Linked DNA regions of Mus musculus: all the other regions are linked to region 3. Evidence: chromatin contacts called from public HiChIP or PLAC-seq and promoter capture Hi-C data. All regions are on one chromosome and are shown on one strand. The core of a region is the stretch at or near the end of the contact, and the rest is flanking DNA. Distances in the headings are between cores, read along the strand shown. Region 1 has its middle 6.6 kb from the start of Gm24867. Region 2 overlaps Tcte2 (t-complex-associated testis expressed 2). Region 3 overlaps Afdn (afadin, adherens junction formation factor).

Region 1 (3,260 bases), core at 541-3,040, 200 kb before region 3:
AGGCTAGGCTCTATCTCCCAGACTGTCACAGAAGCATTAGAGCTGCCAGAATGGCCACAGATGAACCCACAAGGCAGGGGACTGAAGCGCTGTCCTGCCAGAGCCTGGGGCTTTATCAGATGCATGTCCATAGCTCTGCATATAAGCTGAGAACACAGAGGCTGGGAGGGGCCTCCCCCACCACACACGTGGTATATACACAAGTCTCCAGGAACAGTCTCCCTCTGTGAGGTAGGTGGGTCCCCTCTCCTCCCCAGACCAGCCTTGATTTTCATGCACAAGCAACGCTTGTACTGCCCAGGAATACAAAGGGAAGTCTTAGGCTGGTGATAGAGATAGAAATTGAGAGCATAGACCTCATTTAACCGGGAGCTACTGTTTGTTTGTTTTGTTTTGTTGTTTTTTCGAGACAGGGTTTCTCTGTGTAGCCCGGGCTGTCCTGGAGCTCACTTTGTAGACCAGGCTGGCCTCGAACTCAGAAATCCCCCTGCCTCTGCCTCCCGAGTGCTGGGATTAAAGGCGTGTGCCACCACGCCCGGAGGGAGCTACTGTTTGAAATTGCATTTAGACGTCATTTGTCACAGAAGTAAAACGCGGCTCAAGAAACTGAGAGTCTCATTCAAATTCTACAAACCAGGAAGCTGTTAGAAACCTAGTGTGGTCAGGCCTCATGCCCCCCCTGTCCCAGAGCTGGAAGTACAAATGTCCCACCTGACTTAAGACACCTGAGTGGAACCTGATGGCTACAAACAACCCACTTAGCTTCCTACTCTCTCACCTGAAACCCAGCACATGGAATTCAATATGGAATATACCAGACTTTTCTTTATAGCAAAGGTCTCCCCTCCTCCCTCTCTTTCTCTCTTTCCCATCTCTCTCTCTCCATACACACACATACACACACACACACATACACACACACACACACACACACTCAGGTCAGAAAGCCTCTTCATTGCTGGTTTATAAATGTGCTTATATGATCCATACATAAGCAATGGTTTCTACAACCTAGACTCACACACAAACACCAAGAGTAGCCAACCCTCCCAGATCCTGTTCTAGGGGCCTCTTGGCCAGGAGCTGGCTGTACACGTGGTCACTCTGCACTCTAGCTAAGAAGAGGCGAAATTCATTTGACTAGGCTTGGCCAGCACCTAAGAAGGGCTGGCCTAGGACGCTGGCCTGGCAAAGCACCATGTCTCCTTGCTTCCATAGTTCCAGTAGGGAAAGTCTTAGCCTAGTGAAGAGCTTTCTGCCCTCACTGAGGGTCCCTTCCTAGAGCCCAGCCCCAAAGCCAGGGAGAAAGGGAAACAGGGCTAGAAGAGACTTTCCCCGAAAGAGAGCCCCTGTGGCCTCTCTCCACAAGAGTCCACAGGGGAACAGCAACCATCATGAAAGGCTAAGCATTTTCACAAAGGGTGAAACACGTATTTCTTTACAGGGCACGGAGGAAATCTGCGGCTCCTGGGACTCTGAGGTCTGAGATCTTCTCAGATTTAACCTGGTAGCCTTGCGCCCCACACCCTTCCCCAGCCACAGGCCGCCCACACCCCCTCCCCCAGTCACTGGCTGCTCTCAGTCTTTGGGCTGCATTTCCCTGCGGGGCTTATTTTTAAACACTATTCATGGGAGTATCCTACCGTGCACAGTGTGGGCCAGAGGCAGCTGCAAGCTTCCCTCTCTGCACCAATTAAAGCCGAATTTGATGCTCCTTAGCATATGAATCAAGGCGCCAGGCAGTATATTTATTGCTTACTCAAGCCCTTCTCAGCTCTGCTCAGTCTCCACCCCCAGCCCTGAACCCTGGGTTGGCCCGTGGCACCTGCAGCTTCCTTGTGCCACGCCCCTCTGTCCAGAATGCCTAGGTCGCAGAGACTATATATAAATAGCCTTCTGTGGGCCAAATCAGGTTTTGTGAATGCTCCCGGGGCACCGGGGATCTATACCAGTTGTAAGAAAGATATTTTTGATAAAATATCAAGATGAATGGGAAATGCAGGGATTCAGCTGACTGGCTGGCAGCACCCTCGAATTTGGATTCTAAACTAAGAAACCATTGAAGGGATTTTGTGATTTATGCGGGTCAGGAGACATGAGGAATTCTCCTAATGAATGCATTGCTCCTGTGTTTCCCATTTCCTGATTAAAAAGAAAAAAATTCTCAAGGCTGACACTGCCTATCGTGATTTTAGGAGGTTAAGGAAGATCGTTTGTCTGTGAATATGGATGCTGCGGGCATCTGGGAGGAAGTGGCTGGGCGTGCTCTAAAATGCAGTGACAGTATTCTCCGAGCATGCATGGCATCGCAGGCTGGCGGCAAGCCCAGACCTTTGATATTGATCAATCCACAGGAATTACTCAGTGGAGACAGAGGATGCTACATGATAATTCTGCGATCCACAAACCCCTTGGCACAGGCTTTGCCTTTCTGTAAGAGGCTCAGAAAATGAAGGAGGCCAGAGGCTGTGCTGTCTGGAGTCTGTAGGGCTTTTGGACATTCTTTGTGTGTTTGCATGGTGTGTGTGTGTGTGTGTGTGTGTGTGTGTGTGTGTGTGTGTGTGTGTGTGTGTTGTTGTTGGTCATACACATGAATGTGTGGTTGCATGCTCCCACAGAGGACAGAGAAAGACATAAGGTCTCTCTCTGTCATTCTCTGCTTTAGTCCCTTGGAATTGAACTGGAAGCTCACCACTTCTGTGAGGTGGACTGTGTTAGTGTTTTGTCTAGGCTCCACCCCACAGTTACCAAAGCTGGGGTTACAGGCACAGATAGCTTTGGTCATCTTTCTGTTTGAGTGTCACACAGCAAGCACTCTTCCCTCTGGAGCCATCTCCCCAGGCCTGTTGGACATTCTTGTATTTTTCGGAAACCAGGAGGACCTGTTAGACACCCTGAACAGAATCTAAACTGAGCCCTTGGTTTGTCCACGAGCTTTGATTTTTTTTTTTTTTTCCTGCTCATGGCTTATCTGGCATCTCACCCAGCTCTGAGTCTTTTGTTCCCAGACTCTCTAGAGGTACCCAGAGTTACTGGGTAAACAATACAAGACCCTAATGGCACTAAACACCTTCCCTGTGTTAGGAGTCGGAAAAGATGCCTTATGAACCTAAGGACCTCCAGGTAAAACAGGCAGATGAAGCAGGGGACCCTCTCTGCTCTCCAGACCCTTCACTAGTGAGAGGAAGGTAAGGACAGATGGACAAGCTGGCCACCTCTCCCCCACACTGCTCTGACTGATGCATGGCCCTGACATGCTT
Region 2 (3,005 bases), core at 465-2,964, 130 kb before region 3:
ATGGTTCTTGTACTACTGTCCTGGGTCATCATCTTTTGATGAGGAAACAGGAGTCTCTTAAATCATCATCCTCACTTAGGGTCAGACTGTGGGGCTCCTTGACTCATGCTAATGCTATGCTGAACCACCCTGGCCCAGAATGAAGCCAGCCATTCTTTGGTAACATCCCCTTCACTGCACCCCCCCTCCACCCCTCCCCCCCCACAAACACACTGTCTACAGTGACCCTAAAGCCCTGGGATCCCCTGCGTGCTGTCTGCTCTTTGGGTACCATCCCCACAATCCCCACTTTTTTGTGTCTTCTGAATTATCAGCTCCCATTCTGTGTCTCCCTACTGTGTTCTCATGGGCACCCTGCCCGCCCACCTGTCCCAGTGTCTTCTCCCTTCTCCATCCCTGTCTGCCCACCTGTCCCAGTATCTTCTCCCTTCTCCATCCCTGTCTGCCCACCTGTCCCAGTATCTTCTCCCTTCTCCATCCCTGTCTGCCCACCTGTCCCAGTGTCTTCTCCCTTCTCCATCCCTGCCCGCCCACCTGTCCCAGTGTCTTCTCCCTTCTCCATCCCTGTCTGCCCCAGATGATGCCTCAGTGGCTCCTGCTGTGCTTAAGGATGTGGAAGGCTAGTAACTACTGTCCTCGGCAGACGGTCTGCTTCTGTCTGTCCCTGAGGACTTCTGTGTGTCTGGCCCACCCTTTCTTCTTGGGCCTCCCCCAAGCCTCCTCTGCCTTTTTTTCTACCTCTAGGCTGCGGTTCCAGCTTCCTCAGCTCAAAGCAAGCCTTGCTTCTGGAGGAAGGTCCCTGGGAACAGGAAGCTGGTGCTGTGCCTCCCCTCACCCACCCCTCCCTCACCAGTGCCTTGGTTCCATTTCATAAACTGTCAGGCCCTTTACTCATGGGGCTACGATGAGCCCAGAACAGGACTCCAGCCAGCTGTCTTCACTTAGAAACCCAAGGCTCTTTAGAAACTTAAATGACCTAATTCAAAGGCGGCCAACCTCCCCTTTCGTCCAGCTCCCGAACCGGCTATATCTGCCCAGGATATGCAGGAAGTATTTAAAATAATGGGGTAGCACGTGCGGAACAAGACCTTGGATTCATCCCTCAGCACCCTAGAAAATAAGGTGTCCCCTGCCCGCTGTCTGCCCCACCCTGTCCTCTAAGTCCTGCAGACTCTGCCTTGACCTTACAGAACCAGTTGACAATCCACTGTGCAAAGGCATGCTCAACTACTGGCCAAGCTGCCAACTTGGTCACTGATCAAGTCAGAGTGCTCAAAAGCCAGGGTAGGGAGTAAAAGGTGCACAAGGGCCTTTCAGGTCTCATCTGTTTCCTATAAAAACGGAAAGGACGGAAAGTGTCGGGAGAGCTCAAGTAAAAGTCCTCTAATGCTTTAGAAGAACCAAGTGGCTGGAGACTTGACACAACTTCTCAGCGCTTGCTTACCTACAATGCGTTTCCCAGGGGACTCGATGAATCACCTGCTTTTCCTGAACCGGGCTTACTCCCTCTTGGTCTATCCCTCCTATGTCAGAGACAGAAAAGAACCTGTGCTAGGAGTCTCCATACTCCCACCTCTGGAGGAGAGTATGCAAAGCAGGAAGCTGTGTTCTGAAAATGAAGTCTATCTACAGCAGCTGCTGAGGTGAGGCCGCCATGCCACGGCCCAAGCTGTGGAATGAAATGAATGCTGGCAGCTTCAAGCCAGCAGATGAGCTCACCACCTTTATCTCGGAAGCGAGTTTCACTCTTGGGTTTTTCTCGGCACCTCTGAAGCCCGCCTTACTCAGCACTATTCCACTTTATCACAAGCGTCCTGGTGCATCTGCACTTCTTTGTCTTACTTGTATAGTTCTTTTGTCCTGGTAATGAACCCCAAACAGACCTCAGTCCCCCACTTCCTCAGGGACACCCCAAGTCCTCAGCCTTCTTGTTCAGGAACCTGTATTTCTACCCTCAGAACTCACCAGAGGCTTCACCTAGGTAGATAATTCCTGTTAAAGTGTACTTTATTAGAAATAAGAACCAGAAATTTCCCATGATATCGATCCACTCAAAAACAGCAATAGGGAACCTATCACATATTAACATATATGATATATTTTTTAAAAATAAAAAGCAGTCACATTTTCTAACAAAAAAGATTGGTGCACACAGTACAAAAGGTACACTTTTGCAAATATGTTTAAGGTGTGGCTTTTGTGTGTTCCAAGTCAGCCTCAGGTCTGCTTCTGTGTTCAGCCCACTGTGATAGGTTGCTGTGGTCAGACACAGAAAACAGAGTGGCTTTTGTAGCCTTTTCTGAATAATTGTGGACCTTCTTCTTTGAAACTATTCTGCAGCCGGACAAAAGATAATTTCTTAAAGGCTAGTTGCACCTTAGAATCAGAAATTAGAGTTTGTCACTCTCCACATTAGAATCTGCAAGCCGAGCTTGCAGTCCGCTGGGCTCACCCTTGGACGTTTGGATTCCCTGAATCCTGCAGATAGATCTTCTGTATGGGGCACGTTTCTCCTGATATTGAAAAGTCTCCTTTAGTAATGCTGCCATTGATCTCATCAAAATGCTGAGGAAGTGACAAGCAGCTCATGTTTCTCCAAAATTCCAAAATACGCACAAAATCTTGAATGTCTTTAGCAAGCCGTAGTGCCAGGTTTTGGGTTTTTATGTTTGTTTGTTTGTTTTTGCTTTTTGTTGTTGTTGTGTTTTGGTTTTTTAGGAGACAGTTTCTTTTTTAGAATATGTGCTCATCCAAGTACCAAAACCTGGATGACCATAGTTTATCTGCTGCTTGGTGATGGTCCAGGGAGAAAGTAGTCAGAATGTCCTTAAAATAAAACCTACCAAGTTTCATGGCTGGACGAAAAGAGCCTTGTTCACAATTTCTGTTTCATGCCACAGAAAAGCAAAGAGGATGTGTAGTCCAGAGCAAAGACCTGCTGGGCTTAGCAGCTGGCACTGCTTCCCATCCTAAGTGCCCACTTGGGGTGCTTCCTGGTGAAGACT
Region 3 (2,868 bases), core at 166-2,665:
GCCAAATTGTCCTATTGACTGGGTTCCTAGACTTGAACAAGGAAGGAAAGGGATGGAGCCAGCTGAGCACCAGCATTTGTCCCCCTTTGCTTCTTAACTGTGGATTCAGTGTGACCAGGCCCCTCTTCTTCTCGCTGCCACAGCTTTTCAACAGTGATGATGGACTTAACCGCCTCAAACCATGAGACACGAACAAAAACTATCTTTTAAGTTGCTTTTATCATTTTTTGTTTGTTTTTATTGTTGTTGTTTTGAGTTTTTGGCTTTTCTTTTTATAGCAGGAGAAAAGTAGCTAATTCACAGGGTTTCTGCACTCATTTTGCAATGAAAGATCCTAGTAGCAGAGGTGGCAGAGGTAATCAGTAGCAGAAATGTACCAGACCCTTGTGAGGGAATGTGTTATCTCCTGCCTTGATGAGTGGCAGGTAGTTCCTTGGTCATGGTCAGTGGTGGTAGATACTTGCTGCATGGCAGTGCTCAGATGGGATGAATTGAGGGGAGAAACAGAGAATCTGGTTCTGACTTGAGCCGCTGGGTCCTGAAGGCAAAACTGTCAGAAAAAGAACAGGCAGAAGTTGGTGGAGGTTAATTGTAAGTTCAGGATTGAATATGTCACACTTGAAATTTTGGGATCCTGGTAAGATAAACTAATGTGTTTTCTAGCAGGGGATTGGAAAATGGAGCTCAAAAAGTTAGAGCCAGAGATAAAATTTAGGAATTGGTAATTGGGCACTCTGAATGAAATAACTAAAAATACTTTGTAAACTGGACAGTGTGCCATTTTTAATATATGAATAATAGTATCCCTAACATCTGTTTTCTGGACGACACAGGTAAATAGCGTTTCACTGTGCCTATTCCACTCTGTATGTGTCATGTTTATAGTATAGGAAGGAAGGCTCAGCCAAAGAAAGCACAGGTCGCCTTGGGTGGACAGCTGCTGGACAGCACAGCACAGGTGAGAAGTGTTTAGGTCTATATAGATAATAGTGATGACCTCTGGTACATGTTGGGATGGTCAGCCCTGTCTCCTGCTTAGCTACTTGTAGGCTGCCCTCGGCCTGAGGGCTCTGCAGGCCTATGGGCTTGTCTGTCTCTGTGCCTTTAAGACTTAGTGATGATTGTGTTCCCTCATGATTGAGTAAGAAGCCATCAAAAACACTGGCAGTAGCTGCTTATTCCATGTAGCTCTTACTTCCACCCAGCCCACTGTATTTTCCTGTCACCCCAAACCTTTCTGTTGTTTGCTGCAAATTTGAGTGTCTAACTCAGGCCTCTTCCCTTTTTTAATTGCTGCATGTCTCTGTTGCTGTAACCCAGAACCGTGTTTTGATATTAAGTTCTTCTCCTTGCCCTCCACATGGTGGTTAAACATTATGAAATCCAGATGATTTGGAAGCGATGTGGGTTTGCAGTTTACTTTTGGAGACATTGCTTTTGGAGAGTTCAGCATGCTACTTCTTACTCGTCTGTGGGATAGCACCGTGCCGACGCTTCCTGTTTAATTTGGATTTTTAAAATACAAACAATTCCCGTTCATTTTTATAACCCTTTAAAGTTTAGTAAAGGACGAAGGGAATGAAAATCTGAGTGGCTGGGTTGCATAAGAACCTGAGTGTTGCGTTGGTTCCAGTTCCTGTTGATAAATGCCATACAGTGTCACAGCACCCAGTCGGCATTGTGGCCAGCCAGTCCCGAAAAGCCAGCTGTGCTGCTTGCTGTGGGAACTGAGAGAAGTAGACAACTAGTCTCCAGCTCGAGGCTGTTGTCCTGGAGATAACATGTGGTTCTCTGTTGTCGGAAGGGCAGAATCAGTGGTGAGTTTCTTCAGGGTGTTGTCCTGAATGTTCTTGTGCAAACTGATCCTTAAAGAATGCTTCCTCCTGCACTCTGGCTTGTTCAAACCTGTTAATAATTAACTTGCTCATCTAGAGTGAGGCTTGTAACGTAGCTTGTAATTACATACCCAGATTGTTGTTGTTCTCTGTTTATGTTGCAAATATTTAAGGTTCATAAAAATGTGAAGTTCTTATGATATTTTTTTATTCAGGAAAAAAAAAACCCATAAGATTTAGCCCTACTAGTTATAATATGGTAGAAATGGCTTTAAATGGTAACTGCCGTTGTATAATTTGCAAAAGCAGACATAGTCAGGTGCTCATAACTTTCGGCTACATTTGATAGCTTCAGAGTAGACTTTCTCCACAGCTTTTTGATGTGCTGTTCTTTTTTAAAACATGAAAATATCAACTTATAGTTTAAATATATTAAAATATTTACTACTGTGTTTATTTTTACTACTATATATTACAGCATATTTTTACTATATATTGCAATATTTTTTTAAGAAACAATTGGCTAATTACTGCTTTTTACTACTATATATTACAGCATATTTTTACTATATATTGCAATATTTTTTTAAGAAACAATTGGCTAATTACTGCCTTAATGATGTTACAGTTAGTTCTTTTAAACTAAATACCCGAGTTTTAAGTTTTTAAATCTTAGATTAAATCATAAGGTTCCTGTACTGGCTGGTTCTGTGTCAACTTGACACAGCTGGAGTTATCACAGAGAAAGGAGCTTTTGATGCAGGTTAGCTGGAGCTAAGCAATTAGCGGTGATTAAGAAGAGACCAGCATCGTTGAGGTGACATCTTCTGAGAAGTGTTTTCTGAAAGCACAAAGAGGCTGTGTTCCAAAGATAGTCAAGGTTGTACTCCTGCTGCAGCGGGACTTGTTAATGTGTAAGGGTCACCCAGGTGGTACTGGTTTTGGAGATGCCAGTACCATGAGATGACCACCAAGAGCAGCAGCAGCAGTGGAGTACAGGCATCTGGAGCCTAGAGGACAACGCGTGTGCTAC

Evidence for each region. HiChIP or PLAC-seq counts read pairs in DNA pulled down with a chosen protein or histone mark. Capture Hi-C pulls out chosen DNA fragments and counts their contacts.
Region 1: a FOXA1 HiChIP or PLAC-seq map of pancreatic cancer cells shows a contact between it and region 3. The contact joins two enhancer-like sites. A contact is called at or near these places in 2 of 115 datasets of contacts at active chromatin or transcription factors (embryonic stem cells and pancreatic cancer cells) and 2 of 9 other capture datasets (adipose tissue and liver).
Region 2: a contact with region 3 is called in a promoter capture Hi-C map of adipose tissue. The contact joins two enhancer-like sites. A contact is called at or near these places in 1 of 115 datasets of contacts at active chromatin or transcription factors (embryonic stem cells) and 3 of 9 other capture datasets (adipose tissue, liver and pancreatic islet).

The regions. Positions count from the first base shown.
Region 1 is chr17:13,667,116-13,670,375 of GRCm38.p6, forward strand. No RefSeq gene overlaps it. Among named protein-coding and RNA genes, the nearest start is that of Gm24867, 6.6 kb to the right of the region's middle. Within about 2 kb of position 1,791, at least 169 of the 459 cell types and tissues checked have an H3K27ac peak or open chromatin away from gene starts, as enhancers often do. A contact at or near this core is called in pancreatic cancer cells, where this site is marked.
Region 2 is chr17:13,731,192-13,734,196 of GRCm38.p6, forward strand. The region is part of intron 1 of Tcte2 (t-complex-associated testis expressed 2); the gene reads right to left. Among named protein-coding and RNA genes, the nearest start is that of Afdn, 28 kb to the right of the region's middle. Within about 2 kb of position 1,715, at least 51 of the 459 cell types and tissues checked have an H3K27ac peak or open chromatin away from gene starts, as enhancers often do. A contact at or near this core is called in adipose tissue, where this site is marked.
Region 3 is chr17:13,865,901-13,868,768 of GRCm38.p6, forward strand. All of the region lies in intron 22 of Afdn (afadin, adherens junction formation factor), which reads left to right. Among named protein-coding and RNA genes, the nearest start is that of Gm7168, 81 kb to the right of the region's middle. Within about 2 kb of position 1,416, at least 134 of the 459 cell types and tissues checked have an H3K27ac peak or open chromatin away from gene starts, as enhancers often do. A contact at or near this core is called in adipose tissue and pancreatic cancer cells, where this site is marked.